Regions from separate parts of the Rattus norvegicus genome. Here region 2 is linked to region 1. Evidence: chromatin contacts called from public Hi-C data. All regions are on one chromosome and are shown on one strand. The core of a region is the stretch at or near the end of the contact, and the rest is flanking DNA. Distances in the headings are between cores, read along the strand shown.

Evidence for each region. A called contact is a pair of places that touch in the nucleus more often than the background predicts.
Region 2: a Hi-C map of the A7r5 cell line shows a contact between it and region 1, with 2.8 times the contacts expected there. The contact joins two enhancer-like sites. A contact is called at or near these places in 6 of 12 Hi-C or Micro-C datasets (the A7r5 cell line, frontal cortex, kidney and 3 more).

What each region holds. Positions count from the first base shown.
Region 1 is chr3:77,173,539-77,179,205 of GRCr8, forward strand. No RefSeq gene overlaps it. Among named protein-coding and RNA genes, the nearest start is that of Rapgef4, 41 kb to the right of the region's middle. Within about 2 kb of position 3,678, at least 18 of the 93 cell types and tissues checked have an H3K27ac peak or open chromatin away from gene starts, as enhancers often do. A contact at or near this core is called in the A7r5 cell line, where this site is marked.
Region 2 is chr3:77,278,678-77,285,158 of GRCr8, forward strand. It overlaps Rapgef4 (Rap guanine nucleotide exchange factor 4), which reads left to right. Exons shown (of 31, transcript NM_001100642.1): 3 at 2,670-2,758. Among named protein-coding and RNA genes, the nearest start is that of Rapgef4, 65 kb to the left of the region's middle. Within about 2 kb of position 3,189, at least 12 of the 93 cell types and tissues checked have an H3K27ac peak or open chromatin away from gene starts, as enhancers often do. A contact at or near this core is called in the A7r5 cell line, where this site is marked.

The DNA of each region.
Region 1 (5,667 bases), core at 2,428-4,927:
AGGTACATAGTTTACATATCAAAGCAGACCTGGCCTCCATGTTTTGCCAACATCCCTCAGTCTCTACCTGGCATACCCTGCCCCCAACCTTTAACTTTCCAGCCCAGAGACTGGGCTGCCCTTTCCCCTAGAGTCTCTTCCCTATATAATCCAGACATTTTGGTCTCTCTCTATCTCTTCTCCTTCTTTTCTCTCTCTGCAGATGGCCTCAGCACCTTCCCGAGAGCAGCTTCCCAATAAACCTGCTTTTAATATAATCTAATCTGATTTGAATTGGTTCATTTCAGTGGTGACTGAGCAGTAACCCGTCACCTGCCTCCAGTGACCCACATCCTCCCACAAAACCACATCTCCGATTTGTAGTACAACCAGCTTACGCTAATCCCCAACTAGCTTACAAATAAATGAAACACAGACTATGGTTATTTCATTTGGCTTTGACAGTTACTGAGAGGTCACCCCTAATCTACTTTTCTAACCGCTAGCCTGGCTACCTCCCCAGTGGTGTACCCCAGATATTTGCTGTTTCTCCTGGCCATGGGCCCATGGTCCATCTCCCCTCATGGCAGCTTCCTCTTCTCTTTCCCTCCTACCTCCTCCCTTGGTCTTCCTCTCTCCTTTTCTTTCTCCACTCCCAACCAGGTAACTCCAAACCCCACCTACTTCTAATCCCTCCTGTAGTTGGCTGAAGCCAATTTTAGTTAACTAATAGGTTTAGATGAAGGAGTGAGATTTGCACAATGAAAACTTGCAAACATAAGAATTCACTCCTAGGCCTAGACATTCTAGGATTTAGCATTGCAATACACAGCAACAGACCACAACAATCGATCCTTCCCAAACAGTTCCATTAACAGGGACCAAGTACTAGACTGTAAGAAGAGCCTGTGGAGTTCATTCTCACTCAAGCCCCCACACAGAGGTTGGTAATAAATTGCTATTGAGGCAAGCAAACAAAACCAAGACACGTTGGTTTTCTATCTGCAGTACCGGATCCTCCCACAACCACAGATTTGTAGTCAGTGGATCAGTATGCAGAATCTTCCAGACAAATGTGACTTTCCCAGCAGCCTCAGTCCACAGTTCAATTCTCTACATGAAAGTATCCATTAAGCATACCCGTGTTATGTGGAAATCTACCTTGTGATGTAAGAAACAAGAAAGTCAAGAAAGTCTGACCTACCCTGAGTATAGACCTACCTTACTTTCCATTTAGACTTGACTTTTCTCTCCTGTAGTCCTCCTCTCTTCACCCACTGTAATGTTTCTTCTGCTCCCTGCCTTCTAGCTTCCCCCAATGAGCCCTTCCTTTCTTCTGCTTTCCTTTCTTCTCTCTTAGCAGGTTTGTACATCTCCCTTCTATAGCTGGCAGGGCCGTGACACACTCATACCCCACAATGGTTACATCCCATCTTGCCTGACTCCTGGAAAAACAGGCTAGTTATTCACAAGAACTATGAATACAAACATGAATAGGAAATTTGTTATAATGGGCATTTAGACATTGCTTATTCCTAGCTGGGTGTGGTACCTGATGCCTATGTCCTTAGCACCTAGGAGGCTGAGACAGGAGGATTGTAAAAAAAAAAAATTGTGAGAAAATGGCTCAGCAAATCAGAGTATTGATTGTCGATAACACTCTGGACAGAGACCTAAAAATGACTTTGTAAAGACAGAGGCTTATATTTCTTTCTTTTAAAAATTATTTTATTTTGCTTTCTTGTCTAACTCAGGACAATCTGCCTAGGGATGACAACGCCCACAGTGGACTGGGTCCTCCCACATCAACCATTAGTCAAGAAAATGCCCCACAGATCTGCTGCCTACAGGCCAATCTGTTGGAGGTATTTTCTCAGATTACTCTAGCTTGTGCCAAGTTAACAAACTAATAAAAACATTAACACTTCCACAATCATATATTATCACAGTTTGTTAATGAATATTACACGTTTATAGTTATATAGCTTATAGGCAACTTGTATTATTATTATTGTTATTATTATTATTATTACTATTATTATTGACATGGTCTCACTGTGTAGCCCTCTTGCTGTTCTGAAACTCCCTACGTAGATCAGGCTGGCCTTGAACTCACACAAGTCCTTCTGCCTCTCTTTCTCAAATCACAGTGGCATTTGACTAATCTTAATGAAACCCATCTGCCCTGCGATCCGATGCCCTCTTCTGGTGTGTGTCTGAAGACAGCCACAGTGGACTCACATAAACAAAGTATAAAATGTAAAACGTATTCCAAAAATCATAGGAGTCTTCACATTCCCTCCTGGTCGTCTATCTGGTTTTCCTGTCACCAGCCACTAACAGTCTTCGATTTTGTTACCTTTATATACTATATTTGTAGAATTATAATGTAAGTTATGATTATAAATACAATGGGCAATTTCTTAATATTAGTAAAGAGTAGCTACATAATTTTGTTCATTATGAAGTTCTAACATAAAGTCGGGCAGTGGTGGCCCACGCCTTTAATCCCAGCACTCAGGAGGCAGAGGCAGGGAGATCGCTGGGAGTTCATGGCCAGCCTGGTCTACAGAGCTAGTTCCAGGACAGCTGGGGCTAAACAAAGAAACCCTGTCTTGAAACACTCCACCCATCCAAAAGAAACTTTAAGATGAAATTGTTTTAATAGATTGAAATATACCTATAAAATAATTTTCTTTTTAAAGTTTTTAATGTTCAGGGCCTCAGTTTCTTCCACTGAGAAGTCTAATATTCCCATTTATTTTTTAGGGGAAGGGTTGTTCTAAAAACACCTTAAACTAATAATGATTATGGACATTCTTCATAGGCTGTTGTCCACACGATTATATTTGCTGTAAAGGTATCCATGATGTGGAACTTGTTGATAATATCATAAATCAGGGCATAGAGAAGTAGTAAAAAGGGCAAAATGTGTCTTTCTTTTCTTGTTTTTTTTTTCATGCCTGCAGTCAAACATGCTATAGAATAGAGAGAAAGTAGTTAACATGTTTTTGATTTTTTTTTAATGTATGTTTGTACAAATGGGTATTTGCTCGCATGCGTGTATGTCTGAGCTCCAGCTGCACGCCTGTGGTGCCTGTGGAGACCAGAAGAGGGCGTTCTGGAACTGGAGTTACAGACAGTGCGTTGCCATGGTGCTGGGAAAGCCCTCCTCTGGAAGAACCATTCTCTTAACCACGGAGCCATCTCTCTAGCCCCAGCATGTCTGAGAAGAAAATTCTACCACCAGAATTACAGGGAAATTGAAATCAAGTAACGGAGCAAAAACTTAAATACACTTTAGGAGGGAAACTTGGAGGAAGATGGGACCTCAGTAATATTTACTCCACAAATGAGCGAGTGGACAGGAGAACAGAAAGCCCACATCTTGCTCCTATTGTTGTTTCTGTAGACAGTCTTGGGAGTCGAGACAAAAACAGCATCTTTGATCTTGAAAGAGAAAAGCATTTTTTGGAATGCTGAGTGAGTCCGCAGAGAGGAAGACGAACTCCCACCCGCCCTTCCCAGACGGCTGGTTCCTTATTTGTCTGTGAATCAGCGAGGCTCCAATTTCATGCCCTGCCCTTTCAAACTTAGTTTAAAATTAGTATCATACATCAGAGCACCATCTCCCGCTAAGACACAGCTCTCCTTTCTGTGTTTGGTGACTGTATTTTTAGCCACAAATCGCTAGCGTTATCTGGATGGCGGACCTTCTGGTTTCAATGCTTAGTCTCAGTCTGAATGTCAAGCCCGTTTGCACAACGACTGGGGACCTGGAATTGCTGGTCATGTGATGAAAAGGTTGTGGTGATGTCACCACAGTTGGCTTTGATTTTAAGATGGCGAAGAGTGTTGTTTTTGGCCGCCACAGTGAGCCACATTTTTACAAGACTTGGTTAGACATGAATGGAAGTTTGGAAAGTTTATTCCGTCGTGTACAAAGATATTCTTGCTTCTCCCTTTCTCCCTGCCTTAGTTTGTCTACTACAAAAGGAAAGTACTGTTAGGCATTTTATAATCAATAAGTGTTTGTTGTTTGTTAGAAGCTGTAATTGTAGGAATGAAAGGCAGCATCTGGTAGGGAAATTTCCTCTGTTACTTCCTCTGATGGAGTGCAGAGGGTCCCTGGGCAGAGGCGGTGCCTGCAGTAATTCCCTAACACTATTAGAGAGTACATACTAGGCTCATCTCTGGCTGAAATACATCCTTGGCACAAAGTAGGTGCTTTTCAGCTATTTGCTCATGAACAAAAGTGAGAAATATTCAGCAGCGTTGTCAAAGGCAAAAGAACCTTCTAGTAACCAGGTTGAGATTCAAACAAATATATAATGGCTTGTCACTTTATCTAAGTCGGATTTTTCAGAGGAAATTCCTGCAAGAGACACTGGGCAGGGGACCTCGCTACAAAATATAACTGTGGAGTTTAGAATGCAAAAAATGTTGGTATTCATGCAGAGAGCCCGTTAGCTTGAGGGTACCCAAACTGATGGCAGTCACACTTTCAGGAGGGGCAGCCTATGTTGTATGGCTGCATGGATGAAGCTGGTTGATACCTTGGTTGGTCGTTTCTACTGAGTTGGGGTGCTTTGGTCTTTGACTTCCCCAAATGAGCATATTCAAAGACTTCTTCCCTATCTTTTGCCCAAGGGAGAGTGTTGGGGGAAATGAGCTGGAAGTATTTTCTTTTGGAAAGCATTCTTGTGGCCTAATGCACTCTATTTATGGAAGGGCATGGTTCAGCCAGGAGCTGCTCAGGCATTTGCTGTGGGAATAGGATCAACAGGTTGTGAAATCGCAGCTTCTTGTTTCCCAACATATTTGTTCTCTCTGCTGTAGTCATTATGGGGAGGGAGGGGATACTGGGAGAGGAAGAAAACAATGGAGAATGGGAAGGAAAAGAGGCAAAACCACAGATCCATGTTTGGAACCAGTGCACCTATTTTCCATCATCTTCCTTAAGAGCTGTTTCTGCCACAAACATAGGAAAGGCACTCAATAAGTAAATAGCAGAAAGGAGGCTCTTGATTTGAAGCTGTTTGTCAAGGCTTGAGATCTCTGAAGGTGGCCTATTTTTCTGTTGTGAGGTGTCACCAGAGAGGACTACTCAGACAAGGGTTCGAGTCAATAGAAGGCCTTTATTAGCTCACTGGTGACTACACTGGGTGCTCAGGACCAGAGTGCAGGCCCAAGCCTTTCTGAAGTTAAGCTTTGAAACACAAAACCACATCCCGGGTTAATACACCTCAGTTAGCAAGAACTGTTAGACAGAAACAGAGCTATATAGAAGTCAAAAGGGCAAGGTTAGTACATTTAGGGACTCTCCCAGAACTATAGACACTGATGGAGTGGGTCATTGATCCTGTTGTGGGGGACCAGGGTGCGTGCCTACATGCTGGGTTCCAAGGTCTGAATGGAGCTTCCGTCATGGTGTCAGTGGTGCTAAGGTCTGGGGGGCTGCTATGCTTCCCGGAATCATGATGTGGAATTTCCAGACCCTGATGCGGCAAGTTCCAGCTGCCTGCATCTCATAGATATCTCTGTTGTCATCTTTATCACAACGGCAGACACATGTCAGTAATTGCTCATGATGCTTCTCAATCATGGGAGGACACTGTTTTGGTCATCATTGAATGCCAGAATATCCCACACTCAGGGTTTGACACAGTGTTTGCCCAGTTCAAATTT
Region 2 (6,481 bases), core at 1,939-4,438, 100 kb after region 1:
TATTCTGCAGTAACAGAATACTTCCACCCAACTTCCTTGAATAGCCAGTGGCTCATTCAGGAAGGAAAGAGGTAAAAATCCAATTCCTCACATATGAAAGCACTGAGGTGAGATGATTCGTGGTTGGTGGTGAAGTCTGTGGTCCCCTCAGCCTCCCCATGCACCTCAGGGCTTGACCTGTGTCTCGGGCAGCTGCAGCACGTGGAGGCATTCTGTGTCCACAGCAGAAATCCTCCCTGAAGGACTGTTCCCTCTCAGTTCCCCAACAGACTTCCTGCGCTGAGTCACTGGCCAGAGTTGTACCCCATGGCTAAAGTCTAGACCAATCAATCCCTGGCAAGGCTGATGAAGTGCCCTGGATTGACTAAAGCAACTTTCGCCATGCCAGCGAGGCGAGGGCTGGAACTTTTGGACCAGGCCTGTGGATAAGGGTGTGAACTTGCATAAAATCTGGCTTGGTTGAGTACAAGCTCATGTGTGTGTGCTCTGGGTGGGATCATTATAGAAAAGGTAGGAAATTAACCACCTGTCATGTAGGTGGAAAGTACACAGGTAGGAAAGTCACCTGTCATGCCCAGGCCTAGAGATGACTAATAATATTTAGTATGTATCTGTTGAAATGTTTTCCCAGGTCCACACACACAAATGGTCACGTTTCTGGTTTTAAAAGTTTCTCTAAACAGGGACAGGAGAGATGGCTCAGTGGAAGGTTAAGTGGCTTTTTGGAAGGTTAAGTTTCCCAGGATCCATTTGGGGCAACTCACACAATCATCTAATTCCAGCTACTGAGGCTCTGAGATTCTCTCCTGACCTCTGCAGACATGTGTGTGCATGCATGTGCACACACAGTCATCCATTCACACACACACACACACACACACAGACAGAGAGAGAAAGAGAGAGAGAGAGAGAGAGAGAGAGAGAGAGAGAGAGAGAAACACACAAATAAATAATAAAATAAATCTTTAAACATTCTCTATGTGTTTCAAACCAGCTACTGATGTCAGAAAATTCATTTTGGGAGGATGCTTTTGTTTCTTAAAGCCATTTTGAAGCAAATATTGCATAGCATGTAATGGAAATTGGATCACATTGCAGCTCTAAGCATGTTGCAGAGGCTGAGAGCCGATGTCACTGGAAAGGCCAGTGTGACTGTGTCACCATCCTCTTACTCCGTCTCTGTCCTGGCTGAATGCCCTCCCTGTCCCTGTTCTCCACAACACGGCCCGCATGGGCTCAGAGCATACCTTCGCCTCTGGTCCCCAGAAGCTGTGTCCTAGGTATTGCCAGGCCTTGGCTCACCTTCTAAGCTGGACTTTGATTTTTCAGCAAGCCATTTGCTTGATCTTTGATTATAAACATTAAATAAAGAAAAAACAAAACAAAACAAACCATTCCATGTGGTTCCTTAGCCAACCATAGAGTTGGTTTGTATGAAATATTGGAGCAAGAGTTTCAGAGACTGATTTTTTTCTCTCTTTTTAAAATAAAAGATTTATTTTATTTTTATTCCCCTCTCTCTCTCTCTCTCTCTCTCTCTCTCTCTCTCTCTCTCTGTGTGTGTGTGTGTGTGTGTGTGTGTGTACTTACGTGTGTGTGTCTGTGTGAATGTCTGCTACACGAGTGCCAGTGTGCACTGAGGTCAGAGGAGGGTGTTGCATGTCCTGGAGCTGGAGTTTTGGTAGTTCTCAAACTAGGGAGCTGGGAATCGTACTCATCCTCTGGAAGAGCAGGAGGTGTTAGCTGCAGAGCCGTCTCTCCAGCCCTACAGATGACTTATCAAAGTCTACTATTAGCATAACACAGAAGCTAGTGTTTGTCCTGAAGATCTAAATGGTTTCTGAGATTACAAACTCAGAGACAATGCAGGTTCAGAAACATCTGGTGCGGATTATGACCAAGTGCCTAAGTGCAGTGGATTCAAAAAACAAACAAGAAAACTGATGGCTTGGTCTTCATAATCTTTATAAACAAAGAAAAAAGAAGCCATCCCTTGGTTTGTTGAAAAGGAAACATCCATTCATTTATCTACTAACTTTTTACTTCCTGACAAAGTCTTATGTCTCTTGGGCTGGCCACAGATTCATGGTCCTCTCACCTCAGCCTGAGCGCTTGCACTGTGGATGAACCACATGGTGGTTTTCGATGTAGACCTGTGAAGTTGGGCAAATCCAATAAGACTTTCTCCTGTTTAGAGCCATAGTTTTCCAAGAATCCCAGCACAATGAAGTGTATTTAAATGAGGTACACAGGATATTAGTGAATTAAGACAGTCAAAGTTTTGTGTGGCTCTGGCTCTCCTAGAACTATCTATGTAAACCAGACTGGCCTCAGACTCACAGAGATCCACCTGCTTCCGTCTCCCCAGGGCTGTGTTTAAACCCTGGAGTTACTATGTTGACCAACAGCTCTTACTGCAGTCAGCGTGATCAATTATTGTAGATGGGTGTCTGGGAGCACTCTGATGATGGGTATCTGCTTCTTAGAATGTTGGATTTATAGGATAAGCTTTGTGACTGGATGACCTCGAGGAAAGCCATGTTGTATTCTTGTCAGAACAGATCAAGGAAGGGTGAAAATAAGCCATGCTTGCGATGCCAGTGAGGATCTATCAGGTCACCGCCCTCAAACCTGTGCCTGGTGTGCTTACCTCACTGTCTCTCTTTCAGTGTTTCGACAAGGGGACATTGGAACCAACTGGTATGCTGTCCTAGCTGGGTCTTTGGATGTTAAAGTGTCTGAGACCAGCAGTCACCAGGTAATCTACCCTGTCATTAAAAAAAGAAAAACATGTGTGGGGTGTGTAGCTCAGGGGTAAGGTGCTTGCCTAGCATGTGTGAGGCCACAGGTTCAATACCCAGCACCTTATCACATGCAAAAAAAAGGGCCAGAGTGTTTTATTACTGTTGTTTTTAGTAAACATTTGTTTACTGTTGTTTTTAGTAACATTTATTTTTTGAGACTTTCATATGTGAGTACTGTGTACTGTATTCACACAATTTTCCAGCCCTCCCTCTCCTGCTCCAACTCCTTGTGCCCGCCCAGCTCCCTCTCAAATTCATGATCTCATCTACCATGTTATTAAAAAAAAGACAACCACGTTTTCAAATCTACTTCCCCACAGTTAGTGCCCATTGAATTCCTTTGTTTAGTCATGTCACAAACATGCGCTGGGAGTCTTGGGTGACGTGAGCTCGATGTGAAGGGTTGGAACATTCAGTACAGGAACACGCTGGCTCCCTCAGGAGCTGCCTGCCTCTTGGGAAGAGCAAACAGTTCCAATGCAGCATGATAGACTGTTTTCATCGGCGCTGTACCAGGTGAGTGTGAGCGCTGGGAAGGGCGTCTCTTACTCCTCTCTGGGAGCCTTTCTCCACATGGCTTGGTGACTTTTCCTCATATTAGAAGTTGTGCCTATAAGCCTCCTGGGAGCTCCAGAGGTGCAGGGAAACGTGGCTGACAGGGACACCCTCAAATCCTATTCTCTCCACAGCTGGATGTGGTGGCATGTACCTTTAGTCCTAGCACTTCAGAGGGAGAGGCAGGCTGGATCTCTGAGTTTGAGGCCAGCCTGTTCTACAGGGTGAGTTCTAGGACAGACAGGACTACACAGAGGAATCTTGTCTGGAAAAGCCCAAAGCAAAAATCAAAACAAAACCACTGCCCCCAAACAGCCAATTCAACAAAACACACACCAAAACAAACAACAATAAAGCACACACAAAGAACCCCTCCTGCCTCAGCTAGGGAGGCAGCTCAGTCAGTGCCTGATGCTTAAACTCGAGGACCAGAGTTCAGAGCCCCAACGTCCACACAGCAGCCTGCTTGTAGTGGAATATACTAAAATCCCCGCCCGGGGCTTCTACCCTTCCTTTGGTTATGGAGTTCCCGGGTGAAAAACACACTCACAGTCTTCATGTTTTTCATAAGCTTTAAGCAGCACAGTAGCAGGGTAGCTGGCTATTTGGGGGCCATACATAATAGAAAATATTAAATCCTGGCCTGGGGTCTCACCCCGCCTTTGGTTGTTCAGTTCCTGGATGAAAGACACACACACACACACAGCCTTTGTAGATTGAATATGCCTTAAGCTGTATGATAGCTGCTAGAATCTACTTTTCAATCAGTAACTCCAAGTTATTACTATTTACTGTGTTCTATCCGGGCTGCCCTTGGCTCCAATTGAGTGACCCCCAGGGCCACGTTTTTATGGCTCAGCTGACCCATGGCAGCTTCTCTTTTCTCCTATCCTGCACACCCCTCCTTTATTCCATGGTGGCTTCTTCCTCTTCCCCTTCTGGTCCTCTCTCCCTAAGCCCAAGAAACCTCAACCCCTCCTGTGTCTCTTCTGCCCAGCGATTGGCTGTCGGAATCTTTATCAATCACAATTAACTGGGGGCAGGGTCACTCATGTCTTACTTGTGGATTCTCTCGCCTTTGAGGTAACCAGTCTTGGGGGCCCCAAATTAGCATTAGAACACAAGCAGCACTAGGCCAACCCACTACATCTGCTGTAGCTGCAGAATCTGTAGTCAGGGTTCTCAGAGCGAGAAGAGACAAGCAAATCACTAGAGCTCACTGGCCAGTGAGTTGATGAGTTCCAGATTCAGTGAGAGACTGAAGGATGAGGTGGAGAGCAATTGAGGAAGACTCCCAACAGCGAGCGCCTCTGGCCTCCACAAAAGAGCACATCACATGCATGCATGGACACGTGAACACTAAATGCGTAAAAGACAGTTTCTGAGTATGTATGTATGTATGTATGTATGTATGTATGAATGTATGTATTATTTAATATATGTGAGTACACTGTTGTTGTCTTCAGACGCACCAGAAGAGGGCATCAGATCCCATTGCAGATAGTTGTGAGACACCATGTGGTTGTTGGGAATTGAACTCAGGACCTCTGGAAGAGCAGTCAGTGCTCTTAACTGCTGAGCCATCTCTCTAGCCCTCTGAACTCTTTTTGGCAGCAAATTTCAAATGGAAAGATATTTGTGATTCTAAATTTGAGATTTACATTTTGTAGGGATGTATGGGCAATTACTTTTTAGTGTGTGTGTGTGTGTGTGTGTGTGTGTGTGTGTGTGTGTGTGTGTGTGTGTTGCCTGTGTGTAAGCCTGTGTACCACATGCATGCCTGGTGCTGGAGGAGGTTAGAATTAGGTATTAGATCCCCTAGAATTGGAGTTATGGGTGGTCATGAGCCACCATGTGGGTGATGGGAACTGAACCTGGGTCCTCTGAAAGAGCAGTCAGTGGTCTTCACTGCTGAGCTATCTCCTTAACCACAGTCACCCTCTTAAAACTTTAGAGGCATTATAAAGATTGTTGGTGGAGCGGAACTTGGAACATAGTTGGTTTCCTGTGTTAGGCCCAGTGCTGTGGATGTCAACGGACCACTTTGGTGACCAAGTCACTTTTGTCCCACAGGTACTTTTCCTGTGTGGCAGTGTGCAGATAGTTCACCAGACATGGCCTACAGCTCCTGCTTCCCAGTTGTGGTGAATCATCTCCTCTTCTCTCTCATGACTGGTTTACCTTGGATGTCAGAAAAGACTCTGATTTTTTACCAGCTGCCTCAGTTTCCCAGTGGGTCTGAAAACAGCCTCCCTCCTTTGCATAGTCATCCCTAGTAGACAGTCTTCTAGGCACTCAACAGGTCTTGCTTTGACTCTTTGAACCCTCATATGACCCATGGGTTAGGTCATATTCCTGGTCTCTCTTTACAGACGAGGAAACTATGCCCCGTTCCCGGCCCTGAAGAGTTAAATAGCTTAGGCTTAGGGCTGTGTTAGGTTAAGAGAGTAAGGGAGCTAGGATTCCCACACAGGCAGTCCAGCGCCTAGTCACATGCCCTAAATCACTGCGCTGTGTGGTCTCACTGAACCACCAAGAGGGCTAGGAACGTAGCTCAGGGGTAGAGAGTGCCTCGCTTGCAGGAAGCCCCTGGGTTTGATTCCCAGTACCATACGAACTGTAGTGGTGTGCAAAATTCTAGGTGGAGGTAAGAGGACGAGGAGTTCATGGTCATGCAGAGGCACATGGAGAGTTGGGGCCGGCTTGAGCTACAGGAGACTATTTCAAAATAAGTAGAAGGAAAAGAAAACAAGATGATAAATATTATCTTCTATACACATGCACACATGCATACATGCATGCACACAAGCACTGCACACACACAAGTGCATACACTCACTAAAGCACGCACAAAAGCATGCACGAAAGCATGCACGAAAGCATGTGCACACTGTTGTCATTCTGTTGTTCTGACGGGCACTCCTGGTGTCTCTGCTTAGAGCTTCTTGGTACTCATTCCACCTAAGAGTCTTCTGCACAGACGTGCCCCAGGGAGGACCTTGAGCAGGGTCATTTGCTGGGCCTTCTTGCTCTTGAATTGACCCTGAGTAAGAAAGGAGAGAAGCCAATTGGGAGATGGGAGGAAAGAAAAAAGTGAGGGTTAAGGAGAGAGAAGAGGGAAG